Regions from separate parts of the Rattus norvegicus genome. Here all the other regions are linked to region 1. Evidence: chromatin contacts called from public Hi-C data. All regions are on one chromosome and are shown on one strand. Each heading gives the region's core, a stretch centred on a gene start, on an enhancer-like site or on the middle of the called end of the contact. The rest is flanking DNA. Distances are from core to core; before and after follow the strand shown.

Region 1 (4,596 bases), core at 1,039-3,538:
GCCCTGGATTTGACATTCCGTCTTTTGCCGTTTTTTAAGCGCTATATGCTACGTTAGGTTTCACCTCAAAACAGTCATATAGTCAGAAGATCCAGGAGAGACGCAGTTAGAATGATTTGCTCCTAAACACTCAACTTCAGGCTAGCTGCAGTTAGAAGAAAAAAATCCCCAAAGGAAATCTAATAGAGTTCCCAGGAGCATACAAGCGGTTTAGCTCTGTGCACCGAATGCAGAGTTAACAGGCATTTGCCTCCTAGCATTTAGCCTCCCTGTTGATTCATAAGATGCAAATGAAATGTAAATGTTAAAACCATGTGGGAAAAACGAATTTCAGAGGAAAACTATAAGAGCTCTATCCTCTAATACTGTAAACGCAAGAACAAGACAGAGAGGCGCTGAGGGGAAAAAAATCACAGCTGAAGACAGAACTTAATAATTTCAAGCACGAAAGGAAAGGGATAAAGATCCGAGTTTGTGTTTGGGAGTGCGCTTGCGCATTTGCGCGTTAGTGTGTGTGTGTGTGTGTGTGTGTGTGTGTGTGTGTGTGTGTGTGTGTGTGTGTGTGTGTGTGTACACGAAGCTTCTGGCAGCATAGTTAGACACCACCATTTCCAATCGCAAGTAGCTGGTGGTTCCCAATCTTCTGAAGACAGAGCGGGGTGAGGATAGTTAGCATTCCCGGCTGGAGACTGGTTTCCCACAGGGGGTGACCCGGTGATGCACCAAAGACTATTTAATGTCCTTGCGAGGTGGTTCAGGGACCGGGATTTTATTATGCTGCGGGTATAAGAGTTGTGATCCTGCATTCCTGAGTTAGAGCCACTTAGGATCCCAACAGCTCCACCCTGGTGTTTTAGAGGAAAATATTCCTTCATGCTTTCTGCCTGAACTGAAAGCGACACGGCTTCCGGATGCTACGCCTGGGAGGTGGTTCAAGCTTTAGAAATTGCCTGAGAAGCCCCGTCCATCTGCTAGATGCCTGGTTTTCTGGAAAGGGCCAGGAGGCATTGGCTTTTAATCTGAGTAACTCTGGATTTTGTTTTGTAACTTAAAATCGTCGCCTAATTAAAAGTAAACATGACTATTTTTTTTTTAAAGGGACGTTTGGAAAATCAGTGTGGCGACCTGTGTTATGGTCTAGAGTCTCAATTCTCACTGGGAAGGAAATGGGGGGAAGGGGAAGCACAAAAATCTCTTCTGCTTTTTGGTACTGGATATTTGACTAAATGATTTGCTTTGATAAAGTGTGCGCCAGCCAGGATTAGGGGAACAGAAGGACGGCGAATTCGAGAAGGAGTAACCTTCTTTAAAAGTGGGGGAAATTATCCTCAACCACCAGTAGCTGTTTCCGTGAGCCTCCGGGTGGAGAATTTCCATCTTTTTCACCTCCTCAGTCCTAGTCCAAGAGGACCCAAGGTGAGCTCCTCACCTACCACTGAGCTGCCCCAACAACTCTACAGAAGGTGAAGGAGTACCGTCGCTGAGGAGAAAATCCCTAAGGAGCGAGCCAGTGTACTGGGCTTCGGAGTGCAAGAAGACAGCTATGTGGCCAGGCTGGGCGGACTGCAAATGTCTCAGATCGTGTGTCTTGGGGGCGCTAACCCCCTGGCAAGAGCCAGTCCAGGGCGAATCCTGCCCCCCCGCCCCCCTGCTCTGAAGCCCGCTCCTCATTGGCGGGTGTGTCCTTTGAAAGGCGGAGTCAAGGGCAGCTCCGCCCACCGGAGCGCGGGGGCTGGGGCATCAGACTCTCCTCCCACCAGGGGCGGCCAGCTCCGCTCAGTCTCCGACTTGGTCCTGCAGCGCCTCTAGGCTGCGGATCGGCGCTCCAACCACCTGCTCCGCGCTGCGGCGGGGGAAGCTGGGCGGGAGGGAGGAGCGGGAGGGGCGGGAAGAGCGGGAGGAGGAGACAGGCAGCTTACACACGCCTTCCTGTCCTCCACTCAGAGCAGCCGGAGCCCGCGGCCGCCGCCACTGCTCCAGCTGCCGCCGCTACTGCCTCTGCCTCGGCTGCCACCTGAGGAGACCCACGGTCCAGACCCGCGGCGCTGCCCCGCCGACCCTTCTCAGGTCCCGGGAGATCCCTGCGCCGTGCAACTCTCCTTGCTCTTCTTATCCTCTCCTTTGCAAGAAGAGAAACTCCTCGGAGACAGCAGCCAAAAAGAAACCGCGTCTACCTTGACAGACTACTGAAGCGTCTCCTGGAATAAGAGGGTCGCCCGCCTTGGGAGTAGCAGCCAAAGACGCTGAGGGAGGGTGTGGAGGGGGGAGGGAGGAGTTGCGGGTTCCGCGTGGAGGAAAGTTGCGTGTGGCACAGACCCGACGGCGCAGCGCCACAGCGCCCGGGGGATCGTGTGTCTTGGAAAAAAAAGTCGCTGTCCCCCTAAAGCGAGACCCACAAGCGAGCGGGCCCCGTGGGCCCGGGGACGACGCCCCCTCCTGCGGCGTGGACTTTGTCGGTGGCCTTCTAGGAGGAGGAATATGGCATCTAAAGGGTCCCCTTCTTGCCGTCTGGTTTTCTGCCTCTTGATCTCCGCCGCGGTCCTCAGACCAGGTAAGCCTCTGGCCTCTGAGCACCCACTGTCGCGGTTGTTACGGAGCGGGGGCGGTTCCCTGGGTGGCCTGGGGCTGTGCGCTCTAGCGTGTGCTTAGCGAAGTATGGGAGCCATAAAGGCGCGCGGGGACACAGATCTGTCCCTGAGAACAGTCACCTGTGTCACACGTTTTAGGCTTGACTGGTCTGCTCAAGTTTGGGCAGTGAGATTGAAAACTGAGCACATCTCCAGGAACTTTGGGTGAGGCTTAGCTTGAGGGTGCAGGAGCCCCCAGGCAAGATCTGCTGAACTCTCTCCCCCGCACACGGTCCCTCCAGTCTTTCGGTATCAAAGTACGTTTCACTGCACTCAGAGCAGTTTCCTTTTGCTGGGCTTTGAGGTGAAATAACTGCCTGCACTTTGTCATGATAAATCCCCTAAGTAACTTCCTCTTGGTCATAATGTGAAGACCTGGGAGGCAGGGCGGGGGATAAGGAGGGCTTTGATCATCTTTTAAAAAATAATAATAACAACAACACTGAAATAGCAGCTGCATTGTCTCGTGGGTAGCTAGTGTAGAGTTGATGGCAGCCGAGTCACGCAGCGTGGACTGGGTTAGCAGCCAGGTTTGTGAGCCTTGAAGGGAGGGATTTCTTGGTTTCCACACCCAGTGTAGTGCCTCAGCTCTCACTTCTAGAGTGAGCCCTCGAAGAAAAACGACAAAATTCCCACCAACCAGAATGTCTTGCGTGTGGGGGGGGAAACCCCTTTTCTCAACCCCAGGGGACATCCCTGACCCGAGGTCCACCAGCTGGCCTGCTGGTTGACATGCCCCGGTCCTGCCCGCCCAATAAGCACTCTCAGTCATTCACCCTTGTGGCAGGTACTTTCCCTTGCGGAGCCTGAGGATCTAATCCTTTGAAGTTTTGATTTCCCACTGTTTCTTGGATAGTTGGGGGTTAAACTACTCCCTGTTATTTTGGCTGCGCACCCCCCTTCTCTCTCTCTCTCTCTCTCTCTCTCTCTCTCTCTCTCTCTCTCTCTCGGAGGAGAAAAACAGGTCTCACTTTCTTTCCCCCTCTTTTATTTCTGCCCACTCCTTCAGTTGTTGGCTATCTGAAGCCACAGAGGAGTGTTTGAAAGACTCTGAATCCTTCTAGGGAGGAGGAGAAAGTAAGGAGGACATGAGCCTGAGATCCTCAGGGCTTGGGAGCCGCTGCTTTGTGTGTGTTGGGGAGGGGGTGGCTGTCAGAGTGGGGGAAGGTTGCTTCTCCATATCTCTATATCAAAGTTACATTTCTGGGTGAGGTAATGAACTTACTGTTTCTGAAGCTGGGAAAAAATATCAATGACCAATCTCAGGCTCTGGGGGCGGGGATCCTGACGCCTGAGTAGAACCAGATTTTAAGGCAGGTAGGGCAGAGTGAAATCACTCGGGATATGAGCCACGAGCACCTCTAGTCTTGCACAGTGTCGTCTCACTTTTTTTTCTGGAATCCCAGTATAGGTTGGGGGAAGGGCACTTTGGAACCCACGGGAAGACGGCCAGTTTGTGAAATGTGAAAATCCACACGCCCATCTCCGGTGTTGGCTTTAACCCTCTCACACCTACTTCTGAGGCTGTCATCTAGCTACACTTCCACCCCCGGACTGCAGCACATAGCTGTTTAACCTTTTCCTGCGGTTGCTTTGGAATTTATTTTCAGTTGGCCCGGTCGAAAAACAGGTTTTTCTTCACTCAGAACTGCCAGGAGGGGAGAGGTTCCGCTTTCAGACCTGATGGCGGTCCTTTCAGCACCCCGCAGGCTCCTCTCCAAGCCACCAGCTGGGCGCTTTCCTGCAGGAGCGCGCCTGCTGATGCACGGTCGCCAGCCACAAACCCTCAAATTCGCTTTTCCCCTTGAATGATTGCGCTGATGTTGTGCAAACTTCTCCACGGAAAGTCAGTGTGCTTTTAATGAAAAGATTGTAGTTTCTAAAGGCACAGTGACTAAAGACACAGCCAAATCCTAGACTGGAACTGCGCCTCCTGCAGTGTCCTCTGCAGAGCAGAGCCTTGGGAGGG
Region 2 (4,596 bases), core at 1,241-3,740, 120 kb after region 1:
TCTTCTACATCTTTAATTATACAGTGAGCAACCTACATTAAATAAACTCTAAGTCATGTCTCACTTGAATGTACAATGATTAATTTTCAAGCACAATAATAAAAATATTTAATAAAGCTAGCATTTTCTTATCTACCAACCTCACCCATTCCAGGCATAGCCAAGAGTCCTTGGGAAACACAAATGTCTGAGTAGCCAAAATAAATGCTAATGTTCGTGAACTAAGCCTTGTTCTAAGGAAACTCCAGGGGCCTCTCACTAGGCTTCTGTTTACTCTTTAAATAGCCTCTCTTTTATGTTTGATTATATTGTTTTCAAAGGCCTGGCACATTAGTGGCAAATTGGAGAGGGACTGTGAGGAAACAGACCGATATATGGAAAAGTGCTTTGTAGGTTCTGAGCTGCTGGCAGATGTTAGATGTCATTAGCCAGAATGACTGACACCTGGCAGGAACTGTGACAGAAAAGATTAACAGATCGGGTCAGAGACAGCACAGGAATTCCAAATCCTGTTTGGGTGGGCTTCTCAGAACATCAGTGAATGGGTTTACTCACTTTGATTATTTCCAAGGTAGTCCCAGATCTGTAGCCTAGTACATGCTCGTGGGAATGACTGGGTTATCATGGTAAGGCTCCTTTCCAGCCCGCAAAATACGATGTCAGGAAAACATGTAACCTGTAGCTTGCCCGAGTGCTCGCCCCTTAAAGAACAAAAATGCAAATGACACAAAAGATAGGCTACATTATAAATTCTTTGAAAATTATAGCTACATGGTCCTGGAAAATTAAATATTCTGTGTAGTTTTGAAATGTGAAGTCAGATTTTCATTGTCCCCGCGACAGCTCTGAAGATAATAATCTGTTCCCTTACGTTTGAGACCCAGGGGTCTTCTGCTTGTGGTAGGACTTTCTCCAACGTGCTCTTACCCTCGCAAGGCAATCCAAAAGTTAAAAACCATGGGGCTTGCTAACGTCCAAACCATGTGCTATGCTTCAGCAATGGAATTAAATGTTTAATAATTTGTAAGAGATAGTGACAATCAATCCAAAGGAAGCGCAAAGCATAGCTAAATTGTTTGTCACCAGCAGGGCCACTGAGATGTCTCAGCAGATAAGTGTTCTCAGTGCCAAGCTTGACCACCTAAGCCTGTTCCATATGGTAGAAGAAAAGAACTGACTTCTGCTAGTTGAACCATCACACAAAAGCACTCAACACACACACACACACACACACACACACACACACACACACGAAAAATAAATAAGCAAAAAAGAATATATACTCTATTTTTCTTATTAATTTATATATTTATTTTCAAATATATATTTATGTGTGTATATGTACATACATACATAGACATAGACATACATATATATGTACATACATACATATATAATATATATATATATTAAATACAGCACCAATTAGAAACTCAAACCAATGTGCTTTCAGTATCATTACTAATTGTTAATAGGAAACTCCTATGGTAAACTAAGAAGTCTGACATACTGTACTCAGCATTTGTCAGCGGAGTAACAGTAAGGTAACAAAAGCAATGAAGTATCAGATCTCAACAGAATATTAACCCTTTCCTTTCCTCATAGTGGGGAGTGTGCATTGGAGAACATTTAAGCTTTCTGTTCTGTAAACCAAAAGTTAGCTGTGTTGCAAGAAAGCAAGTATTTAATGAGAAAACCTTGCTTGTTTGCTCTCTTATGCTGGTGTTTTTTCGACCGTAGGCTAACAACTGATATTTCCTGTTGTGTTGCTGGGAAGATTTCAGGTTTTGGTGTATGCAGGTTTTGCCTGCATGTATGTATGTGTTACAGATGTGCGTGTGTGTGTGTGTGTGTGTGTGTGTGTGTGTGTGTGTGTTCATCCTAGTGCACGCCTGCCTCCAATCAAAGCTAGCAGAGGGTGATGGTTTCCTGGAAGTAAAGTTTCAGAGAGTGGGGAGCCACCGTGAAAGTGCTAGGACTGGAACCCTGGTCCCCTGAAGGGGCAGCAAGTGCTTCTAACCACTGAACCATCACTATAACCCCTATGGTAGATTTCGAATAAAGATATCTTATCTGTTATTCAACCTCAATGGCAGACATTTCAAAAAAGAACATATACAAGAGAGTCAGAATCTGCCATGGTGGGTGCTTGATGCTATGCTTTGGAAACACTTCTCAAGCACAGGGCATCTGAGGAGAGCATACAAAAGCGACCGAGTTGGTGAATGGAAGAGAGGCCATCAGCCAGGCAGCTGCAGGTTAGACAGATGGATTGACTTCCAGGCAGAGCAGAGCACAGTTTGCTCTATTACCCTTTTGTGCAGCTTGGACGGAAACCCAAGAACAGACTAGACTCTAAGCCTCAGTTACAAGGAACATTCCAAAGACATTGTTAGAGATACAAAAATAAACAGCTCCATGCTCTCCATACAGGAAATGCACTCTGCATCATGTTACCCTTGAAGATTTCTAGCAAGTGAGGCTGGCAACAGTTGTCATTGGCAACTATCTTGGTCATATGACACCTTGAACTGGAGTACAGATGCCACACTCCTGCAAGGTCTTTACACTTGACATCAGAGACTTGCGGTGTCCTCCATTTAAACAGAAGCATTTCCAAAACACCGGATGCTCCAATTAATTTAGAGACTTCTAGAAGGAAAGGAAAATAACTATAAATTACAAGGACAAAAGTCTGGGGCTTTTTGTGCATTTCAATTGTGGCCCCTTGGTCAAATGCTCCAACTAGTAAACACACAAAACTCAAATAAAACAGAAAGGGAATTATTTACATTCCCATTTTAGTTCTCCTATTTCCATAATCTGAAGCACACAATAAACAGGGCCTGAAGGTGTTAAAGCATTTTATATTAACAATTTTCATTTAGAAACCCAGGCACCTAACGTTGCCCGTGTTAATATTTGCTTTGGACTGTTCTGCGTATTTAGTCTCAAGCTTCTCCAAAGAACTAACACAAAAGTCCGCATTCCTGTTTGCCTAGCTAGTGTGTGATTTCACACACTGTGTATGGTACACTCCCACAGAGGCTCTGTATTAGCTGTTCTTCAAGTGAGCAGTGTACTTAGCTATGTTGGGAAATGTGAACTTTGGAGCTTGAGGAGTCAGCAGACGTACGGAAACTCTTACCGATTTTACTTTGAAAACATTCATCCTGTCTCTTTATTCACTATGTCTACCTTTATTTGTCCCCACTGCCCTATTTCCTCACAATTATATAGGAAATTGAAGTTTTGCACGGGGCTCTGGAACTCTTGGGCCTTCTCTAGCTGTGTTTGCTCCCCATTGCTAGTAACAATAACTATCAAGTGCTAAAAACCTGTGCACATAACTGCTATCCTCAAAATCACACACCATTCCCTTCCTTACCTCTACAGTCATTGTGGGATAAAATCTAAGTTCTTTTTTTTATAGTATAGAACAGAGTTTATTCAGAACATGGTGAGGGGAATTGAGAGAAAGGCAGAGAGGGAGAAGGGGGAGAGTAAAGGGGAGAGAGAGAGAGAGAGAGAGAGAGAGAGGATGACCTTGAGCACATGGAGAAAGAGTGGGGAGGAGAATGTGGAGAGGGGGAGAGCAGGAACAAGAGGTAAGAGCAAGAGCAAGAGGTCAAGAAAATCTAAATTCTTTAAGCTTTGCTTTAACCATTTTCCAGATAGCTTTCTCAGATTTCTCTCAGGTGTGTTTTCCTCCATTGCCTCTAACTAGACCCAACTCTCAGCCAGCACTGGCTGTACAGGTGAGAACCTGTGCCCCCAATTCACTGAGTTTCATCCAGATTTCTTCCACCTGATGGGGTTTTCATCCGAGAGAACTCAATACACGTGGTCCTTTCGGGGCAATGCCTTCTGCATCCTGTCCATCAATCCCTCATCCCACAATGCTGGGTGCACTGTTTCTTTTACCCTAATAAATATAAGCCAGGCAGGTACGGTGGCTAGCAATTAGTGCGGACATGGTGCCTGGCAATTACTTCTTAACAAAACTTAATGCATAGTTATCTGTACATTAGTGATAACACTGTGGACTTGATACCATCATTGGCCTTAATGTTATAGCCAGACTATATAAATACACACTGGTTAAGTAACTACTAGAGATTGTCTGGCTTGTGTGGAATGAAGCTTGGTACAGGTCCACACATGCTGAGCACAAGGACCATGCTTTAGCTGCAAGTGCAGTTTGACTGGTGTGGCCGTATACAGTGCGTTCTGCAACTTTTTCCAGATCCTTTCCATCTCTCTACCCACCCAACTTTATGTCACCTTTCCCCACCCCTTCTCTTTCAAACACACACACACACACACACACACACACACACACACACACACACACACTAATAATAATAACAACAGCAACAACAATAATAATGATGATAATGATGCAAAATGCCCAAATGCCCAAATAAGACAAAACAAAAACCTACTAAAAAAAAGTCATTGAGCTTTTTTTGTGCTGGCCAACTACTTCTCAGCATGGTTCCTGATCTGGACAGTGTCTAATATACCTAATAAAATTCCACTGAAGAACTGAAGAAAACTAGTTTTCCTGTTGTCAAAAGGTATCAATTCAAGATA
Region 3 (4,596 bases), core at 623-3,122, 100 kb after region 1:
TGACTCAATCACTCGTCTTAAAGAAAGAAGGTAGAAAGGGAACAAGTTACACGACAAACTTCATTGAACTTTTTGTTTTAATAAGGAAAGGGTGCGTTCTACATCATTGTGTGTGACGTCTGTCTGCCTTCATATGCATGTGTATACACGTATCATGTATGTGCACAATGTTCATGGGCTCAGAAATCAGTATCAACTTCCCACCTTATTTTAAGTAAAGATCCTCAACTGAACCTAGAGCTAAGGTTTATGTTGGTCGAGGTTGGTGGGCCAGCTAGCCTCAAGAACGTTCCTGTATTGACCCCTCTAGTGCTGAAATTAGAGTCCTGCCTTCTTACTTGGGTGCTGCAGGTCTGAACCCAGGCCCTTCATGTTTCACAGAAAGCACTTCACCTTTTCTTATGTGTCACTCTGCATCATTGTAAAATCTCATCTTGTGCCGCATAGAGAGTGCACATCTGTTGTAATTGCATTGTTTTGTAGAATATGATTTATAGTGGAGCAGGAGACATTTATGGACAGCTAAATGAATGTTCTAGATAAGGGACATTTAGCAAGGTCAGCTTCTGGAAATTAACCAGTCCAAAAGAATTTCTAAATATATAGGTGAAAAGCTTGCTTCAGGAAATAACTTCCATGTATCTTTTAATGCTTATTTTCTATTAAAATTAGTAGCGTAAAATCTAGCTTTAAAATGTATAGGTTATATTTTTAAAACTACTTGAATTAAAATTGGGTTATTTAAAGTAGTGAATTGCTCATATACTATCTCTCTAAACACAGCATACAACATGCTTACATATTTATTTATTCAGTTATTATTCTGCTAGGCTAAGATTCAAAGTAGGTTACCAGTGAAGCAAGAGAATTTCTGCCTAGTCTTGCAAGAGTTTTATCTATATGCTCTAAAAATAGGGAAGGCTTTCATTTGGGAAACTAGCTAAGATTCAGGAAGCATGAATTTCAAAGACAAAATAACCAGTTGTATTTTTAATTATTATTTAAATCAAACCATGTGAAATGTCCTTGAGTTCATTCTGCTTTCCTTCCCCAGAGCTCCCTCCTTCTTCCTTCACCGGTGTCTAACTTTCAGATCCTCATAAAGAAGTTTTCTTCAGGAGACTGGAAAGATAGCTCAGTGGTTAAGAGCACTGACTGCTCTTCCAGAGGTTCTGACTTCAATTCCCAGTAACCACATGGTTACTTGTAACTATCTGTAATGGGATCCGATGTCCTATACTGGTGTGTCTGTAGACAGCAACAGTGTAATATCACATATAAAATAAATAAGTAAAAAAATGAAAAAAATCATAGAATTCTTGCCAATTGAGATCCCAGATAAATTAATTTTCCTTGTTACAGATGAGTTTGGGTTTAAGCTTAGGTCTTTATGCAGTCTCTGCCCTTAAGCACTGGACCTATATCAGAGTATAGGCTTGGAGGAGCTTTACACTGAAATTCAATTCAGCAATGCCAGCTTCTGATTTCTGCAATGGGTTTGAAATTAGGGAATAAGTATTCCTCTCCCATGTTCCTCTATCTTCTAAACAGATGTTTCAAGAAAAACAATGCGAAGAGATTAATAATCTATGAGCTCAAAGAGACCTCATGAAATATGTACTAGGGAAAAAGATTTCTCAAGCATGTTTCTTTCAGTAGAAGCTGTGGCTTCATAACAATTCTACTTCTGCAATAACGAACATCAGTACTTTTTAAAGTATTATGGAACACGGAGGGTACACAGTGGACTTTTGGCGGTGCTGCTGGTGATTGTTTGGCTGGTTGTTTCCTCTGAACCCCAGAGATGTAGCTCTAAAGACACAGCTAGAAAACAAAGTCCACACGGGAAAGCTAGTGATAGAGGTGGAGAAGATTGAGTTGAAAGGTTAAAAGAGTGCCTGGTTTGAGCCAACACTGATCAAAGAGTTCGAAAGTTACTTCTATCCTGAGTATAAAGGGAAGTGAAGGCAGAAATGGGACCAGAACTCTGAGGGAAACAAACTCTGGCTTATACCGTGCTCCTTCAGCAAAGACAGAACTAAATGTAAGCCAATAATGAATCAGAGCTTTAATAAAGGTTGTCAGTGAACACATGTCGGACAGAACATAGACTACATCCATAAGACACTGTCTATGTAAATGGGAGAAGAGAGGATGCAGGAAAAGGGAGGAAGGAATTGAGTAAGAGTGAATATATAGACCTGTATGAAGAGAGCCTAAAACACTGGAGTGTGTATGATTAATATCATAAATGAGATACTCGACCTATCAGGATTTGTTTCCTATTTTGCACAAAGAAGGGATTGGACTGAAACAGTATAATATGCCATTTAATGTCTTGAAAACATCTGATTCAAGACAAAAGCAAGCCTGATAGCAGATGCATTTGTAACAATGAATATAGTAGCTTATTTAAACCGTACTTAGCAGCAAAGTATTTTTAAAACAAGGATGGGGCACAGGCACTCAGAGTCTGAACCACCAACCAAAGAACATACATAGGCTGCACCCAGGCCTCCCTGCACATATGTAGCAGATGTGCACCTTGCTCTTCATGTGGGTCCTGAACAACTGGAACAGGGACTACCCCAAAAGCTGTTGCCTGTACGGGGGATATGTTCTTCCTAGCTGGGATGCCTTGTCTGGCCCCAGTGGGAAAGGAAGCAGCTAGCCTAGCAGAGCCTTGAAGCTTCAGCACAGAGGGTATACCCAGGGGCCCCACCCACTCAGGAGAGAAGGGGAGGAGGGATGGGAGAAGACTGTGGGAGGGGCAATCCGGAATGGGCAGTGAGCAGGATGTAATGTGAATAAGTAAAAAAAAAACTAAAATTTAATTTAAAAAAGATCTTGGAGAGTGGACTGAAGACTATCAAAAGGAGAAAATGAGATGAATAAAATGAAACCATGATGTCTTTAGTAAAGACAGTCCATCTCCGCCTTCTGCTTGTGCTTCTGCTGAGTTCTAATTCAGAGCTCTCATGCTTGACTTGCACACAAGGTGTCTGTGATTCAGTCAGATCTGGTGTCAGGAAATGCTGACGATTTCACTTCTCACATGCACCCCTGTGATGCCAGAAAGCGCCACTGTGCTTTTTTACCGCCATGCACATCACTTTTGATGACTTGAGGGGAAAAAGCAAATTTGTGTGTACTGTATGTTTTGAAATTCCAGACATTTGGCATTGGTGAGTATAGTCATCCAGAACTAGCTGTGTATCAAGACATATGTTCTCAAAAATGCAGGACAAAAGCGATCATTCCCTCTAGTGAAGAACAGGATAGAGTATGCTTACCCCATTGCCTAGTCTGGTAAAGAAGTCAATGGAGGGTTCAATGCCTTTAGAAAAATTGTTACCCAGTGAATGGATATGTATTAGTTATTTTGAAAATTTTCTCTTTCAGAGCATCTCATCACCCAGAAAAAAATTAGATAGATAGATAGATAGATAGATAGATAGATAGATAGATGAATAAGTGCACACATTTGACATGTGTTTAGGCATGATTTTATCTAGTTTATTGAGATGATGTGAACTTGATTCTCTTCGTGCTGTGCAGAAATAGAGGATACAAAAATTTTTACTACTGTTTAAAAAATAAAACTTCCTTCGACTGCACTTTCCGTGTATCACTTGAACGCACCCAGCTGGGTCACCCCTGGTTTTCACCGTGTTGCTTTATCTCATTCCAGCCACACCAGGGACACTTCAGAAAGTGACTGAAGTGTTGCTGCCTTCAGCTGATGCTACTCTGATTGAGCAGTGGTGTCTATTTTAAGATACTCTGTTCACCTACCAAAGCCCTTTAGAGAAACGAGACTTGAAACAGTCCTTTCATTCCTGTGTTTCTCTTTGGAGAGGTCCTTGTTTCCCCAACCCTTCCTTACTTAGGCACTGTAGACAAGATTTCATTATTGCACATTTCCTAGATGCCATAGCGTTTAGATCCTTTGTCTCAACCCTTTCTCAAACATTTAGCAGATGCCTTGTACCAGAAGAGTGATGTCAAGTGACCATGATAGATCAAATTGCTTTAATGGCACAAAATAAATGTATGGAAGAGCCAGTTCTGGTCAGTCTTATGACGCGGAACACTCTTGATCTTAGTGCTCCTTAAAGTAGGGGAATATACGTTATTGCTGAGGTACAACTGTGTGTGTGTGTGTGTGTGTGTGTGTGTGTGTGTGTGTGTGTGTGTGTGTGTGTAGGTTAGTTAAGAAGACAGTTAAAGATGGATTGAAAGTAAGCATTGTGGTTTGTGGTTAGACCTTGTCAAACTGTTATCCAGATAAGTCATAAAATATTTCAATGGTTCGTTTGAACCGATATAAATTCTTTCTAAAGAAATACTATAGTATTGCATTAGCAATATGGCACTGTGATAAATTAGAAAAGAGATTAAGTGTTCACACCTCGGATTGTTGTTTTCTCACTAAGCAATTATGTTAATTCAGAACTATGCAAAGCAAGGAGGAAAGAAAATAAGAAGCCACAAAGAAAAATAAGTAAAAAAATTAATATTGGGGCTCTAAAAGTTTACTTTATCGCAAATTAAATTTTTACTTCATTTCAAGTATTCTAACAATTAGAAACGTTT
Region 4 (4,596 bases), core at 785-3,284, 77 kb after region 1:
GAGGAATAGTTCTGTTTCTATCACCAAAGGATGGGTCCCTATGATGTAACAATTTCACCCATGTTTAGAGTCATTGATTGTGAATGAAATGAGAAAATATAGGGTCACCTAGTAGAAGAGGTGAGATGATATTCCCAAAGTAAAGGAGGCTGCTTTAAACCGCTACTGAGCACAGTTAAGAGTCTGTGGCAAAGAAATACGTGGAAGGAACCAAACATGACCCAGGCAGCGAGACAGTTTCACAGAGGAGAAGCATCTCTGTTATCGGAAGTGTTCTGAGTAGAAAAGTACATTCACAAAAGCATCAGACAAAACATGACTTTCTTCTCCAGAAAATTTCGAGGAGCTAGGAGCTGGATGCAGGGAACTCTGAAGACACGATGCGTCTCTGAGATGATTCATGAGCGAGTGGGCACAGGAAATGACCACAGTGCAGTGCTACCGAGGACTGAGGGAACCGTGGGAAGGGGAGGGCAGACTGGTGGGGACCAAAGGAATGGCAATCTCTAAGACACTAGGTAGTTTTGGATACTATCCGTGTGTCTGAATGTATCATCTTTCGGTTCTCACCTCACCTGCAAAGAAGGACTGTGCTCTTATTGGTTAGTGTTCAACACCCTAAACGCAAGCAATTTAAGAGACAAGGGATTTGTGTACGTCACAGCATGCTGCGCAAATCTTGATTGCAGGTACTTGAGGCAGCTAATCACATTCACAGGCGGGAAGCAGAGAGTGACCGATTCTCAGCTCACTGTCTCCTTCCTCTTCACTCCAGGACCCTCAATTGAAAATGATGGAAAGACATTGGAGGGGTTCAAGGAAAGATAGTTGGGTGGAATGTGAGGAAGGGAGGAGAGAACGATGCAATTATAGCTCAGCTGGAAACATTAAAGTCAATATATTAATAAGTAGGAGATGTTTCTTACACCCTTCATTAACCCAGTGTTTAGATCTTCTCTCACAAGCATCCGTAGAGGCTGACCTAGTCCAAACTGAACCCTCACAGTTTTGCCTGGAGGCTTGTCTGTCTAGATTATTTATTACTGATCCTGTAAAACCAACAGCATTACTCATCATATTTTTCAACTGAACACATGGGCGATAATCTTCAGTGTGTTCAGGAAATGGTTTATTATAATCTCTACCCCCCATATTTTTCTTTTATTATTTCTTTTACTTTTGAGATTATAAAGTAATAACAACAGTTCTCCCTTTTCTTTTCTTGTTCCAAACCTTATCATACCCTTCTCTACTGCATTTCAAACTCATAATCTCTTTACTCATTAATTGTGGTTACATGCAAACACCTATATGCATGTGTGTGTTTCTTCAGGACTGAGATTCAGTATTGGATAATCAGTTGATATGACGCTCCCTGGGAGAGACTATTTCTCCTGCTGTCAGCATTCCTTGAATGCTTGCAGCTCTTTGGGCAGGACTGAGGCCTCTGGTCTTTCTCATCCACTTGGTGTGTCTGTTGTTGCTTTTCACCTCATGTTTAGGCTATTCCAACTGTCTTATAAGTAAGCATTTATACACAGCTATTAATGAGATACTTCAAGACACGTGACATATTTATGTAGATTCTTGTTTCTTACAAAACTCATAGATCTCTGAGCAGACTAGACCAGAATCCTGACTATTGCCCATCAACTGAAATGGATTCTGCGAGCTCCTTAGAAACTCAACCTCACAGTGCCTTCACTAACAAAGTAACACTGGCTTAGAGACTGTCATAGATTCTGAAAATACAGGGTTTTGCCTTTTCTCGTTAATCCAAAGCAGTTCATGTTCAGTTTCGAACATTTTCTTATTAATTTTTCTTTTACTATTTATTTCTTGGTAGTCACGTTCCAGCTCAGAGAATGTGGCGACAGCTGCCGTTTTGTTCCCGCTCTGTTGCTGTGCTCTCTTAACTCCTCAACATTTGGTGGGAACTCTTGCCCTCGTAGGTCAGGATTTCCCTCATTTACAGTCCTCTGTCTATTTAATAAAGGCAGCTCTGGCCAACTTGAACATTGTCCAAGGAAGCATGGATAAATAGTCCTGGACGGCTATGTTCCTAGGTTCAAATAGCAGACATTGCAGCAATCGGGGCCAGAGACCCAGCAAAAGCATTTGCCGTCATTGCCCATCTTCACAATTCCATTTAATGGTTATTCAATTCTTATGGCTTCACTATATTCTGAAGACACACAAGAAGTACATAAGCACTTTTCAAAAAAAAAAAGCCTCCTTTCCCCAGCTCCATTAGTTTTCAAAGCCATTCTTTTTCACCTACCACATGAAGCTCAAAGGTGAACTTGTCCATAGAGTTTAATCAAGAGGTATCTGTAGTCTGGTGTCTTTAGACATGTGGAATGAAAAGGTTATGAAGGCAGGGTGCTCAGGACATGGTTTCAGCACATATTAATTAGAAGCGAATGACCTGAATTGATTCTGTCTACATCTGGTCAAATGAACAAGTAGATATCTGACTTGTAGCCTCACATGTTAGAAGCTTAGCTGTGGGGTTGCCTGTCAGAAGTCCTGGTGCTGACTCTTAACGGTTTCAAGGAGTTAGAGTTTGTATTTAGCAGGATAGAGTGAATCCCACAGAGGGAGTCACCTTCTGAGAAGTGATTAAAACCAAAGGAGCTCATCGGAAACTGGTTCGTGGAAATAAATGCCATTATATAAAATTTCAGGTACAATAACAAGGATATGGATTTTGAGACTGTCTGGGATTGACATCACCATTTAATTAGATATGGAGCTTTGAAAATGTCACTCCATATCTCAGAATTTATTTTTCCCATTGGTAAAATGAGTGCAATACTCATGGGACTCTAGGGACAGTTTTCATGGATTAGCAGAGGATTTCTCAAGAAACTCTAGGAAAAACCAGAGCTTCCAGGGACTAAGCCACTACCCAAAGACTATACATGGACTGACCCTGGGCTCCAACCGCATAGGTAGCAATGAATATCCTAGTAAGAGCACCAGTGGAAGGGGAAGCCCTTGGTCCTGCCAAGACTGAAGCCCCATTGAAAGGGATTGTTGCAGGGAGGGCAGTAGTGGGGGAGGATGGGGAGGGGAACACCCATATCAAAGGGGAGGGGGAGGGGTTGGGGGATGTTGGCCCAGAAACCTGGAAGGGGAATAACAATTGAAATGTAAATAAGAAATACCCAAGTTAATAAAGATGGAGAAATGGGGGTTGGGGATTTAGCTCAGTGGTAGAGCACTTGCCTAGGAAGCCCAAGGCCCTGGGTTCAGTCCCCAGCTCCTAAAAAAAAAGAACAGGAAAAAAAATAAAGATGGAGAAAAAAAAAGAAACTCTAGGAAATACATGATGAAATAGAAGAAGTCCTGTGTTTAGCACAAAAACATTTACATAGTAAGCATGTGATGGTTAGATTTGTATGTTTAGGTGGGCAATTACTTATCAATTTGATCAAAAGTTATTGTGTTGTATGTTCTTTCATATGCTAAGAGAGTATGTGGTGGCTGGTCTGGGCTGCCACAGAGTTGGGATGTGTGCTTCTGCCATGGTGGCAACCTGCCTTGGGAACTAGATAGGTAGAGAGATTGCTGCCAGGCTCAGAGAGAGGCCTTCGGCAGTGTGCTATGGGATGGTGCAGAGCAGGTGAGAGGCTTTGCTGACTAAGGTTTAAGATATCCAGCAGATATCTTGGGGCACTGCAGTGCTAGATCTAGTGGGGGATAAAAGAGAGCATTTTTATTTTTTATATTTTTACAACAGCAGATCAGAATCTTGGGCTGTAGTTTGACCACAGCAACGGATGAATGGAAATGTGTGTTTCATTGGGCGTGGTTTTCAGTTTCAGAGGTTTAGTGCATTATTGTCATGGTGGAAAGCATGACGGCATACAGGTAGACACGGTGCTGGAGAAGGGGCTGTAAGTTTTACATCCGTTAGGCATGCAGCAGAAAGTGGCAGATACCACACAGGTGTGGCTTGAGATCTAAATCCTCAGAGGCCACGCCCAGTGACCATTTCCTCCAACAAGGTCACACCGACTCCAGCAACACCACACCTCTTAATAATGCTACTCCCTATGGGGCTATGGGACTATTTTTATTCAAACCACCACAAGTAACAAACATGGCATTTCACCACATTATTAACCAGAATGCGTTTAACTAATAGTGACTAATCTACCTAGACACGTGTCTTTGTAGCTAACTAGCCTTGAATATTGATTGCATCTCTTGTGGAAATGGACAAAGTGTACAAGCTTTATCCCACAGTGTGTTGTATATATTTATCTAATAATATTCTAACTTCTCCTATTATGATCAGACTTAGAAAGTGACATTCTCAGTTAATTTGATTCCTACACGTTTGTGACACAATGTCATCTTTGTCTCCTTCTCCTCCTCCTCCTCTTCCTCCTGCTCCTCCTTATTCATTTTGACAGTTTTACGGTGGCAATATTGACTCACTCTGAATTCTGTTATCACCTTTTCCTTCCCATCATGCCCTTCTTCTTTCCAAGCAGTGGCCACGCCATATGAGGAAAACGACACCTACACAAAAACAATCATTAACAGCCAGTAGTTTCTCAGTACAGGGCGAGGGGCTATTGTGGT

The links. Hi-C and Micro-C count contacts between places; a contact is called where the count stands out from the background.
Region 2: a contact with region 1 is called in a Hi-C map of liver, with 4 times the contacts expected there. The contact joins the enhancer-like site here to the promoter of Alcam in region 1. A contact is called at or near these places in 5 of 12 Hi-C or Micro-C datasets (hepatocytes, kidney, liver and 1 more) and 1 of 1 datasets of contacts at active chromatin or transcription factors (oligodendrocytes).
Region 3: a contact with region 1 is called in a Hi-C map of liver, with 2.8 times the contacts expected there. The contact joins the enhancer-like site here to the promoter of Alcam in region 1. A contact is called at or near these places in 2 of 12 Hi-C or Micro-C datasets (liver and mammary epithelial cells) and 1 of 1 datasets of contacts at active chromatin or transcription factors (oligodendrocytes).
Region 4: a contact with region 1 is called in a Hi-C map of liver, with 2.2 times the contacts expected there. The contact joins the enhancer-like site here to the promoter of Alcam in region 1. A contact is called at or near these places in 2 of 12 Hi-C or Micro-C datasets (kidney and liver) and 1 of 1 datasets of contacts at active chromatin or transcription factors (oligodendrocytes).

What each region holds. Positions count from the first base shown.
Region 1 is chr11:61,803,169-61,807,764 of GRCr8, forward strand. It overlaps Alcam (activated leukocyte cell adhesion molecule), which reads left to right and starts at 2,289. Exons shown (of 16, transcript NM_031753.2): 1 at 2,289-2,551. The coding sequence starts at 2,479.
Region 2 is chr11:61,920,316-61,924,911 of GRCr8, forward strand. The region is part of intron 1 of Alcam (activated leukocyte cell adhesion molecule); the gene reads left to right. Among named protein-coding and RNA genes, the nearest start is that of Alcam, 120 kb to the left of the region's middle. Within about 2 kb of position 2,491, at least 10 of the 93 cell types and tissues checked have an H3K27ac peak or open chromatin away from gene starts, as enhancers often do. A contact at or near this core is called in hepatocytes and liver, where this site is marked.
Region 3 is chr11:61,904,514-61,909,109 of GRCr8, forward strand. All of the region lies in intron 1 of Alcam (activated leukocyte cell adhesion molecule), which reads left to right. Among named protein-coding and RNA genes, the nearest start is that of Alcam, 100 kb to the left of the region's middle. Within about 2 kb of position 1,873, at least 1 of the 93 cell types and tissues checked has an H3K27ac peak or open chromatin away from gene starts, as enhancers often do. A contact at or near this core is called in liver, where this site is marked.
Region 4 is chr11:61,880,772-61,885,367 of GRCr8, forward strand. The region is part of intron 1 of Alcam (activated leukocyte cell adhesion molecule); the gene reads left to right. Among named protein-coding and RNA genes, the nearest start is that of Alcam, 78 kb to the left of the region's middle. Within about 2 kb of position 2,035, at least 1 of the 93 cell types and tissues checked has an H3K27ac peak or open chromatin away from gene starts, as enhancers often do. A contact at or near this core is called in liver, where this site is marked.